2 separate regions of the Sus scrofa genome follow, and region 1 is linked to region 2. Evidence: chromatin contacts called from public HiChIP or PLAC-seq data. All regions are on one chromosome and are shown on one strand. Each heading gives the region's core, a stretch centred on a gene start, on an enhancer-like site or on the middle of the called end of the contact. The rest is flanking DNA. Distances are from core to core; before and after follow the strand shown.

Evidence for each region. HiChIP or PLAC-seq counts read pairs in DNA pulled down with a chosen protein or histone mark.
Region 1: a contact with region 2 is called in an H3K27ac HiChIP or PLAC-seq map of alveolar macrophages. The contact joins two enhancer-like sites. A contact is called at or near these places in 1 of 47 Hi-C or Micro-C datasets (embryonic fibroblasts) and 1 of 2 datasets of contacts at active chromatin or transcription factors (alveolar macrophages).

Annotation. Positions count from the first base shown.
Region 1 is chr14:87,972,398-87,975,107 of Sscrofa11.1, reverse strand. It overlaps GLUD1 (glutamate dehydrogenase 1), which reads left to right. Exons shown (of 13, transcript NM_001244501.1): 10 at 158-281; 11 at 1,055-1,146. Among named protein-coding and RNA genes, the nearest start is that of GLUD1, 32 kb to the left of the region's middle. Within about 2 kb of position 1,372, at least 21 of the 83 cell types and tissues checked have an H3K27ac peak or open chromatin away from gene starts, as enhancers often do. A contact at or near this core is called in alveolar macrophages and embryonic fibroblasts, where this site is marked.
Region 2 is chr14:87,699,558-87,702,355 of Sscrofa11.1, reverse strand. All of the region lies in intron 9 of LDB3 (LIM domain-binding protein 3), which reads right to left. Among named protein-coding and RNA genes, the nearest start is that of LDB3, 40 kb to the right of the region's middle. Within about 2 kb of position 1,450, at least 55 of the 83 cell types and tissues checked have an H3K27ac peak or open chromatin away from gene starts, as enhancers often do. A contact at or near this core is called in alveolar macrophages and embryonic fibroblasts, where this site is marked.

The DNA.
Region 1 (2,710 bases), core at 123-2,622, 270 kb before region 2:
TTAACCCACTGAGCAAGACCAGGGATCAAACCTTCATCCTCATGGATGCTATTCAGATTTGTTTCCCCTGAGCCATGGCAGGAACTCCTCTCATTGCAAGGTTTTATTAAAATCATTGTCTCATTTCTTTGGTGTTTTCCTGTCACTTCGTGTATAGGATCTCTACTTGAATGCTGGAGGAGTGACAGTATCTTACTTTGAGTGGCTGAAGAATCTAAATCATGTCAGCTACGGCCGTTTGACCTTCAAATATGAAAGGGATTCCAACTACCACTTGCTCAGTAAGTTCTGATTATCTTGTTCTCCAAAGATAATCTTTTGGGCCATCTAAAAAGTTGGGGAAAATCTGAATATAATAAAAGGACTAATTAAACTCACAGAGAATTTAATCTTAGAACAGAAAACTATTTTTTGGTCTTGGGAGTCTTAGACCAAAAATATACAGTTTCTTAATACGTATTCAAATATTCATCCTCTTGAATATATTTATATTAAAATGTTTATGTTCTAGGGGCATTACCTTATAAAGCAGCTGTAAATTAGTAGTATAAAGAGTATCATTTTAAACCAGGAACTCCCATTGATACTTATCCATTTCTATCTTACGTTGCTCTTAGTAAAGGCCTGTCAAGAATTTTTTGAGTCTTTTGATGAGAATACTGCTTGTCTTTGGCTAGAGTAGGCTCCAGAGTTAACACTAGAATGATCCTCAAGCTGAAATAAGACCAAGACCTCCAGCTGAGCTTTACTGAGCCCACTCTGAGAATCTGGGTGAAGTGTTCCCATCGATTTCCGTTCCTTTTTCCCTGAGCATTTTCTTTTTTAAAGAGCCAAGGAAAAGCCCTGGTAATGGGTGTTATGGAAACAGAGCAGTGACCTAAATTCACATTTATATAGGAATTTGGCAACGTGCTTTATTCCTTTTTAGCTTGAGTTTTAAATGATTAACCCTCTTATGACATTAATGTTAAAGGTTTCTAAAACTACTTGTTTTGGGGTTGTGGATATAGTTTGGGACCACTTTTGGTGTTATGTCATTTTTGGCTTTTTATAGTGTCTGTTCAGGAGAGTTTGGAAAGAAAATTTGGAAAGCACGGTGGAACCATTCCCATTGTACCCACAGCAGAGTTCCAAGACAGGATATCGGTGAGTGTGCTTGTGACAGAGTCACATTTTACACACCCAGCCTGCTCTCTCTTCTTTAGATCAGGCCGGGTAGATTAATTGGAATTGAGGAGTGGTAGTCAACATGACAGTAATTGTATGACTTGTGTGCTTGTGTGTGCTTTTGACCTTCCTCTTTCACTCTGTTCTAAAAATGGGCTAAGAATCTTAGTTTGAAGTAAATGATTAACAGTTCTCCTTTTGATACTTTTGCAATGCAGATGACTCAACAAGTTATTCTAACATAATTGTGGAGAATTACTGTAGATTGTAACTCTTAAGAGGCTTTAGAGAAGTAAAATTGGACAGTGAACTCTAGATTGAACTATCTAAAAAAATGAAATTGCTGTATTTACATGAAGAGTTAAAGAAAACAGATTAGACAGACAATAAAATCCTACTGTTTAACCTTGCCATTAAAGAAATACAAATTAAAATAAGATTTCTGTAATGTATTAAGCTAGCAAAGACAGTGGATCTTATACTCACCACATCTGTGGTGAAACAGTTGTAGCTTTATCCTGATGACAGTGCAGAAGTGTGTTCCTGCCCTTTGACACTGTAATAACATCCTCTCTGGTAATGTATCCTAAGAAAACAATTCAACATGGGAAAAAGTTTTAAGAGTTTTGTTTGGAAGGAGAAAAGATTCTTTCTCTGCTCTCGGTATTCACTGCTCCCTCAAAGAACCTTCCGCTTACCCAGTATGAGGTGTCTCTTGGTTCTGGTCCCTCTGGCCCACTCCCTGCTTAAGTATCTGCATCTCTGTGGCTTTCCTCAAAGGGCCTCACTGTGTGTTAGCATTTCATTCATCTTCCCATCATGTAACTTATAGGACCTGCTACTGTTCTGTGTTCTAGATGGGCTTCTTGCTCCTCCCTGTGGTCACCCAGTGTCCCAGCAAGTGCCTGCCGCATAGCAGTGAAATTCCTAGGTTGGGAATTAAGAGGACAGCAATGATAGCTTTCATTTTTATCCTTTTTTAAAATAATCTTCACCTAATGTATTAGTATCCTGATTTTCAAAGGCTTTCAGTACTTAAATTTTAGGCTTTAATGTTATTTCTTTTATTGATAATAAGTAAGAGTCTTATATAATAATTGTCAGTTGAAAAACAAGTTTTTTCTTTCAGCTCCTTTACTTTAGTTTCCCCCTCCCCAGCCATGCTCTGGCCCTGCCGGGATCTACATCATTGACCTGATCACCTTTCACTGTCCCTCATCACCTCTGTCTTCACGTAAACTTGATTCGCCATCACTGTCACTTCCTGGACTTGTTTTGCCTCATCACACCCCCTTGTTAACACCTGAGCCCTGGTGGAATCCAGCTCTCTTTCCCTTCTGTGCCTGTTCACCTGTAGCAAGAGGCCTGCTGATTCTTTCACCTCTGACCATTAACTTCAAGTAGGCTCTCAGCTCCCAACAATTTAACTGCTTTTCCCTGTTCGCTTCATTTTCTCATTCTCCTGGTTATATCGTATTTTCTCCTTTTCTCTCACCCCTGCACCCAAGTTGATGACCTGCTTTCAGTTCACAGAGAAAAGTGA
Region 2 (2,798 bases), core at 201-2,700:
CTGAAATGAAACTAGTCCTAATTAATATGGGCTGTAAATATAAAACACACACCAGAATTCAAAGATGGTACAAGAAAGGAAAATACCTCATTAATCATTTTTTTGTTTGTTTTTAAGGCTGCACTTGCAGCATATGGAAATTTCCCGGGCTAGGGGTTGAACTGGAACTGCAGTTGCCATCCTACACCACAGCCACAGCAATGCCAGATCCTTGATCCACTGAGTGAGGCCAGGGATCGAACCCACATCTTCATGGATACTAGTCGGGTTCTTAACCCACTGAGCCACAATGGGAACTCTGGTTTATTAAACTTCCCATTTCACTAATAATTTTATATTGTTTATACATTGAAATGGTATTTTGAATATACTGAGTTAGATAAAATACATTGCAATTAATTTCACCTGCTTCTTTTTACTTTTTTAAAAATGTAGCTACTAGAAAATGTATTGTCACTGGACAGTGCTGTCCTAATCAGGACAACGGTTACCAAGTACTGACTGCTTTCAAGTGCCAGGCCCTTGTATTATTTCAGGTAATATTCCATGCAATCCAATGAGGCAGATAGTATTTTCAAGTCATTTCACAGATGAGGAATTGAGGCTTGGAGAGCTTAGGTGACTCCCTCAAAGTTGTAGAGCTAGTGAACCATCTAGCTGAATCTGGAGCTCAGGCAGCAGGACTCAATTCCAGATTCCCTGCTTAACCACTCCCTAGGCAGCAAAACAGGCTTTAGCAAGCTCTTTCCACATCTGGCCCTTGCCCACTTTTCCAGCTTCCCTCCAGTAATACTAACCCTATTCTCTCTGCCTGGCAGCCATTCTCTTCCCTCCTCTGGGAAGACTTCCAGACTCCATGATCAACCCCCCCTTCTCTAAACCCCCACAGCACAAAGGTCTAAGCAGGTCAGAAGCATGCTGGTATCTGGGCCCCGGTGGGCTGCATCTTGGCCCCCAGGTAACTACTCCCCTAACCCCCTCCAGCTAAAGTCCTTTCCTTATTCGAGGAGGACCGGGCGGGCAGCTCCTCTCTGCCATAGCACCGCGTCCCAGGTGAGGATGGGGGCGCGGGGATACTGCTTCACAGCTCCAGCCCTTCACCTGGCTGGCCATACCATCCCCGACGTGCCCGGAGAGATCTGATATCCCATCTCAGAGCCCGGGGCTGTTGCTATTTCTGCTTGACGGAATGAAGCCCGTCCAAATTAGAAGGTGATATTTCATCTCTAATTGGCGAGTTCAAAAGGCCCCTATCACACTCGGCGGCTTAGGAATATGTAATTAAACAAGGTGATTTCTGACTCATTCCAGGTTGTGCCCGGCTCCCGAGAACAGCCGGCCCCCGCCTGGCCCGCGGGCCTACGTAGCCTCCTCCGGCCTGCGCCAGGCCCCTCCGCCCACAGCCCCCTCCCGAGCCCCAGGTGCTCCAGGGAGCGGCCGCCCAGCCTCGGCGCCGGCGATAAGATCCCACTGCGAACGCCACCCTCGGACCGGAGGAGCCCTCGCCGGGGCTGCGGCCCAGGCCGCACGCGGGCTCCCCGCCCTCTCCGGGGCCAGGAGCTGCAGAGGAGAACAGCGGAGGGGGCCCAAGTCCACGATCCCGGTTTCTCCCCGGGCCGCCTGCCAGCCTCCCCAGGACCCCATCCCCAGGAGAGGGATGCGGAGGAGGGGCGGAGGCAGGCCAGTTCCGGCGCGCGCCTGTCGGGCCACCTCCTTCCCTCTGGGCAAGAATGAGTTAACGTCTGCAAGGCCTGGGAACTCTGCAGAGGCCCGCAGCGCCGGGGCTCCGGCACGTCTCGCCGGCCTGGGCTCCATCCCCGGAAGGAGGAGAGGGGCGACCGACAGGCCAGAAGGTGCGCTCCCCTGGTGCCGTGCCGCCCCCTGGCGGGCCTGCGAAGGAGAGCCGGCGGCGGAGGCGGCGGCGCCGAAGCTGGGGACCCGCCCCGGAAGATGCCCAGAAGGACCCGCCTGGCCCCGAAGCCCAGGCCGGGGCGGAAATCCCCTCCCTGCACCCGGAATCCCTACTCCACCCGCCGCCGCTGCTCATCCAAACTCCTTTACACACTCCCTCCTGTGCTCCCCATCTCCGCAGGGCAGCTGCTTCCTCCAGCGCCATATGGGATTTTTTTTTTTTTTTTTTTAAACCACTTCAGCCCTCTGCAAATTGCTCCCTAAGCCTGTGCATTTTTAACCTCAGAACTTTGTGTCCCTGGCTCTGAAGGGTCAGAGAACGCACCTCCTGTGTGCCAAACACTGTGCTGGGTGCTTCATTTCATCCTTAGAGCACCAAGTGTACATAATACCATGCCTATTTTTCAAATGAGGACATTCAGGCACCAAAGAGATGAAGTACTTTGCCCTAGATAGCAGAGGGGGCCCTGGCATAGTCTGATGCCAAAGCCGCTCCTACCATTCCTTCTCTACATTGCTGTCAGAGTGCATTTTGTAAAATAAAGGGCTGATCATGGTTTCTCTGCCCTACACATAAAGTCAGCTCCCTAAAGCAAGGCCCTTCCCGCCTCAGTTCCTGTCTTATCACCCCTTAGGTTCATGGAGCAGGGTTGCAAGCCAGCCTGAGAATTGCCCTCAAGCTCTGGGAAGAGGCCAGACTTTACCTAGAAAAAGGGGGACAAAGGCTGAGCTTTCCTGCTTGCAGTGATGAGAAAAGACCAGAGCAATGGGACAGTCAGCCAGCAAGGCCAGCCACGGGCAGACCCAGTGCAGGCCACTCTCTTGCCTGTCATGTGTGTTCTCTATGCCTTGAGTTAGCCTGTCCCAGCTGAGGAAACCAAAGACCA